Linked DNA regions of Sus scrofa: region 1 is linked to region 2. Evidence: chromatin contacts called from public Hi-C data. All regions are on one chromosome and are shown on one strand. Each heading gives the region's core, a stretch centred on a gene start, on an enhancer-like site or on the middle of the called end of the contact. The rest is flanking DNA. Distances are from core to core; before and after follow the strand shown.

The links. A called contact is a pair of places that touch in the nucleus more often than the background predicts.
Region 1: a contact with region 2 is called in a Hi-C map of omental adipose tissue, with 1.8 times the contacts expected there. The contact joins the enhancer-like site here to the promoter of THBD in region 2. A contact is called at or near these places in 3 of 5 promoter capture datasets (fetal liver and liver), 20 of 47 Hi-C or Micro-C datasets (alveolar macrophages, blood, brain and 12 more) and 2 of 2 datasets of contacts at active chromatin or transcription factors (alveolar macrophages and skeletal muscle).

Annotation. Positions count from the first base shown.
Region 1 is chr17:30,289,398-30,292,210 of Sscrofa11.1, reverse strand. No RefSeq gene overlaps it. Among named protein-coding and RNA genes, the nearest start is that of NXT1, 48 kb to the left of the region's middle. Within about 2 kb of position 1,475, at least 13 of the 83 cell types and tissues checked have an H3K27ac peak or open chromatin away from gene starts, as enhancers often do. A contact at or near this core is called in fetal liver and omental adipose tissue, where this site is marked.
Region 2 is chr17:30,222,236-30,224,935 of Sscrofa11.1, reverse strand. It overlaps THBD (thrombomodulin), which reads left to right and starts at 1,437. Exons shown (of 1, transcript NM_001130732.1): 1 at 1,437-2,700. The coding sequence starts at 1,531.

The sequences.
Region 1 (2,813 bases), core at 226-2,725, 67 kb before region 2:
TTCCTGGTGAGCTGCTGGTGTGATATCTGTGTCCCCCCAGGGCACAGGCCCTCCAGCGCAGGGACTTTGTCTCCGTGTCTCCACCCTGGCACCCACCTTGGCCCCAGCCCTTAGTCCCTGGGCAAACGTGGCCTCCGATTCTCAAAGCTGTCTGTGCGTCCAGAGATGAAACAGCCACAGCCCCCGGCCCAGCATCTGAGGTAGATGAACAAAATTTTCCACACTGTGAAGTTTAAAAGTGTAAGTACCTTTGAGCAAGTCAAGTGCAATTTCCAGACATTGTTCTCCAACATATTAAACACAGACTTGTGGGTCTTCAGGAAACAGCAGGCGCCTGGACGCCAGCCTCTTCCTCAGCCGTCTTGTTCAAGTGCGCGGCTTAGTGTTGCTTGTCGGCCTGTCGTGGTGCACAGGCTGGCAGCTGCCGGTCCCGACCTTGGGTGTCAATGTCAATGGTGTGACAGAGCTGTAGCACCAGGCCCCTGAAGGCCAGATAACGTAGCCCCATCCTTGAGTGGGAGGGCCCTGCAGGCTGGCTCTGATGAGTTTTTTTGGTTTTGTTTTGTTCTCTTGGAATGTAGTTGACTTACAGAGTTGCGTTAATTTCAGGCGTACAGCAAAGTATATCTGATGAGAAGTTTTCACGTCTTTGTCCTCGGAGCCCCAGAGTGTTGCCAAGACTGCTGAAACATAAATGTGACACAGGTGTCATCTCTGAGGCTCCCAGGGGTCTGCAGGTGCGGATCTGCCTTCCCGGCTCTTCCCTCCCCCTCCCCCGCCGCATGAGGGCTGTCTGCTCTGCACCCCAGCACCCCAGGTGACAAACGGCAGATTCTTATGTTCCGTCAGATCAGAAGATGCTCACTGACTGGCCTCCCCACCTGAACCACCCCTGCAGGTCTGTCTGTCCCCATGCTGGGCAGGACACCTCCTGCTGCCCCGGGGCTCTTTCTGACAGAGACAGCTTTCAGCTCCCCGTGAACTTGAACGGGGGCCTGGGGCCCTGGGCAGGGTCACTGCCTTCCCTGCATAGCTGTCCTCGGGGGCTGGGGGCAATCACTGAGCTTCTGGAGCCTCTTTGGAGCCAGGTTTGCGTCTTCTTTTGAGCGTCCACTCTGGGCTCAGCCTTGATCCTTGAAGGCTGGATAGACTTGGGAAACTGCCGTCTATATGGAGGGTCAGACTGGCTGGGTCACGCTATTTTGGGAAAGGGTCAGTGGTTTGGTCATAAAGGATCAATGTCACTTCTCCTTTGAGGCTTGTGAGTGAGGCGATTCCAGACTGAAAAGACAAGGGATGTGAGCTGTGAGCCCACGTGTGGCCGGCTGTCCAGCCACCCCGCCCTGGCCCTGCGCAGGGGGTGCCTGCCCGAGAGCCCAGCCACCTCCTCCTCCGCCTTTCTGAGGCTCCTACAGAAAGCTCCACACTCCCGCGCGGTTACCCTGCTCAGCAAGGCCCGGCCAGCAGAGGGCACGGTCCCCTGCCTCTGGGATTCAGGCCCCGAGCAGCCTCCCAGGGCCTTTGCTGCTCTGTCTTCACCCTCCTGGGCCCTGGGAGTCACAGAGAAGGAGGTGGCAGGTTGCATGGGGCCCCCAGGGAATTCACAGCAGTGGATCCCTCCCCGAAGGGGGCCCCAAGCAGAGCTCCCCCTGCCGCTGCCTGCCTCTGCCATTCATTCTGGCCCAGGCCCTCTGTCCCAGGAACAGACCAGGACCCATCTGGAATTTGGGTCTACTTGGGACGTTGGCCGGGAGCATCAAGGGGGGACTGGACCTCCTCTCGGTGTCCGCGGGGGTGGGGTGGGTGGGGAGGCTTCCGCCCACGTGTGTCACGTCTAGGTTGACAGGCGCCGTGGAGAATGGTCTGACCTGCCCCTGGCCTCATTACCGGGCACTGGCTGATCCGAAACGTTAAGGCTGCGCTGCCTGGAGGGGGAGATGGACGGTCAACATGCAACTGTATCCATTACCCCAATGACAAACCTGAGGAATGAGGAAGGCCGAAATGGTGCTGCAAAAGAGGAAAAGTGGGATCCTACCTGCTCCAGGGGCTGAGGGCTGCTCCCTGAGACCCCCTCCTCCAGGAGGATAAATGCCTCCAGAAAGTTAAACCCTCCTCCCGCCAGGGTAACACCTCTGTGCCAGTTGTCCCCTCAGCAGGACGGCCTGGCCTCGCTTCCGCCCTTCTCAGCCTATATTGACTTTTCTTCCGCTCCCCCTCAATCCCAGTGCAGCCAGGCCCCCTCCAGAAAGCTCCTTCTCTTAGTTTTCACTGTGATGGCACGTCTGGTGCTCTGTTTCTCTGCCCTGGCCCTGAGCCCCACGCTGGAGGGTGTAAGGACGTCTGGGGCCTGTTTATGGGGCTCCTGTCGCGCCTCAGCCCAGTGGAGGTCAAACAGATGCCTCATTCAGACTCGGAGCACTGATTTTATTAGGGGAAATGGCTGCCGAAGAGAGACGGGGGCGCCTCCATCTTGTCCTGGGCATTGCGGGAGGATGTCCTCGGGGCCTCGTGCTCACATTGCTTAAGAAGGTCCAAACGCACCATCGTAGGGGTTTGCCCCTGTGTCACCTACTGTCGGATCCCTGTCATCTGAACAGAGGGTAAGTCCCCGACTGTGAAAGCCAGGTTGGGGGACGGGTTGGTGGTAGCTCCCTGCTCACAGCCCAGGGAGTCTGGAGCCTTGAGCTTCTGCATCTCCCGGATCATCTTCTGTCCTCCCCTACCTGCCAGGGGAAGCGGCAGAAGGCAGGGGTGGCCCTGCCTCCCACGTGAATTTCAGAGCAGAGACACGGGAAGGTCCCAATGCCCAG
Region 2 (2,700 bases), core at 188-2,687:
CACTGCGGTCAGTACAGTCCTCAGCTGCCAGCAGGTGCCTGTCTTTACTTGTGAGGCCGCCACGCTCTCCTGTTTCTCCAGGTCTGGGCTCTGTTGGAAGTGGGGGCCCGACCCCAGGGTAAGATGGGGGATCTGCGTGTCCTGCCCTCAGAGGCCTCCTCCTCCCCGCACCCCTAACCCTTTCAGCCCAACAAGGCTGGAGATCTCCCACATCTTTGGCTTCGTTAAGAGTTCAACAGCGCCGCCACCCGGCATGTCGCTGAGCAGAGGATGGCACAGGGTGTTAAAAAAAAAAAAAGGTTGCCACACTCCGTTCGGTTTTGGGCCCACCCTTTCGCATTCCTGGAGCCTGAGTAAGCGGATAAGGCTGTGAAAGTGACAGATTCCTGCCACCTCCTTCCAGCGCTCATGCACAGGGACCGCCCCTCTTCGGTGTCCTTTGCTGCACAAGTGCATTTGCACATTCCTGTCTCAATCTGGTTTCTCCCCCTTAAAAGATGGGAATGTGACCTGCTTGGAGCCCCTCGCCTCGCCAGGGCACCCCATCCGTCCCTTCAGGGGTGGAGATGGACTGTCCCTCTGCAAGGCTGGATGAACTCAGACCAAACAGGCCAACTTGCTCCCCAAATACGCCCACCCCTACCGGGCTGCAGAAATTCGCATGTCACCACTGCTGAAGGGTGACCTTGCAGCCCTGAGAGCATCCCCATGACTTGCCCACCAGATGAAGTCTGGTTGTGGCAGGTCGCGCTCAGGGACTCCCGGGTCCCACCTGGGGGTGGGAGGATCCTCCTTTGCTCGTGGTCGCCCCAGACACGCCCTCCTTTCCAAGCGCCAGTCTCCAGAGCTCCGTGCCCCGGCGGAGGCGGTCTGGCTCTCTCTCCTTGCCCCTCTCTCCTTGCCCCTAGCAGCCCTTCTCCTAAACCCTCTGAGCAGCGGGCACCTCCTCCCGAGGCCCTGGGCTAAGTCCCCACCCTTCATCTCAAGCCTTCCTCCTTGACTCCCTCTTCCCAGAGTTCCTTGAAATAGGTGGTAAGTACACACCGATGACGGAAAACAAAGACTAAGAGGTTAAAGAGGGCTGAGGATTACGGCCCCGGTAGGGCTGCGCGCGAGGGGGTCGAGTGGCCGGGCGGTCCCGTCGCCGGGCAGACAGAGGTGCGGTTCTCCCGGGCGCCTGCGCTGCCGGCCCCGCCCGGAGCCCTCCCAGCCGGCGCCCAGTTTACTCATCCCGGAGAGGTGATCCCGGGCGCGAGGGCGGGCGCAGGGCGTCCGGAGAACCCAGTAATCCGAGAATGCAGCATCAGCCCTTCCCACCAGGCACTTCCTTCCTTTTCCCGAACGTCCAGGGAGGGGGGCCGCGCACTTATAAACTCGGGCCGGACCCGCCGGCCTGTCAGAGGCTGCCTCGCTGGGGCTGCGCGCGGCGGCCGGACACATCTGGTCCGAGACCAACGCGAGCGACTGTCACTGGCAGCTCCCTGCGCCTCTCAGCCCCGGCCGGGCCCCTGCGCTTGGCGTGCTGACACCATGCTCCGCGTTCTGCTCCTTGGAGTACTGGCCCCCGCCGGCCTCGGGTTCCCCGTGCTCCCTGAAGCGCAGCCCCTAGGCAGCCAGTGCGTCGAGCATGACTGCTTTGCGCTCTTCCGGGGCCCCGCGACCTTCCTCGCTGCCAGCCAGGCTTGCGAGCATCTACAGGGCCACTTGATGACCGTGCGCTCCTCGGTGGCAGCAGAGGTCATCTCCCTGCTACTGAGCGGCGAAGGCGATGGCCCGCGCCTCTGGATAGGCCTGCAGCTCCCGCGCGATTGCGTCGAGCCGCGGCACCGCGGAGCCTTGCGCGGCTTCCAGTGGGTTACAGGGGACAACCACACCAGCTACAGCATGTGGGCGCGGCCACAGGGCGACGAGGAGCCCATCTGCGGTACGCTGTGCGTCGCGGTCTCGGCGGCAGGGGCCCCTGTACCGGGAGAGCCAGCCTGGGAGGAGCAGCAGTGCGAAGCGGAGGCAGACGGCTTCCTCTGCGAGTTCCACTTCCCCGCCTCCTGCCAGCCGCTGGCTGTGAAGTCCGACGCCGCGGAGGCAGCCAGCTTCTCCATCACCTACAGCACTCCGTTCGGGGCCCGTGGCGCGGACTTCCAGGCGCTGCCGGTGGGCAGCTCGGTCGCGGTGACGCCCCTTGGGGTGGAGCTGGAGTGCGCGGTGTGGCCCGGGGAGGCCCAGGCGCGCTGGGTCCGGGAGGCGCCGGGTGCCTGGGCCTGCGGCGTTGAGAACGGCGGCTGCCAGCACGCGTGCAACGGGAGCGCGGGGGAGTCGCGCTGCCTCTGCCCCGCCGACGCCGCCCTGCAGGAGGATGGGCGTTCTTGCGAGGCGCCGGCGGAGCACCCGTGCCACCGACTCTGCGAGCATATCTGCTTCCACGACCCCTTGGACGCGCCCACCAACTACACATGCTTTTGCGAGGCGGGCTACCGGCTGGCTGCCGATGGGCATCGGTGCGAGGACGTGGACGACTGCGCAGAGGTGCCCAGTCCGTGCCCGCAGAGCTGTGTCAACACACAGGGCGGGTTCCAGTGCCACTGCTTGCCCAACTACGAGCTCGTGGACGGCGAGTGCGTAGAGCCCGTGGACCCATGCTTCGGCACGGACTGCGAGTACGAGTGCCAGGTGGTGGGCCGTACTGGCTACCGCTGCGTCTGC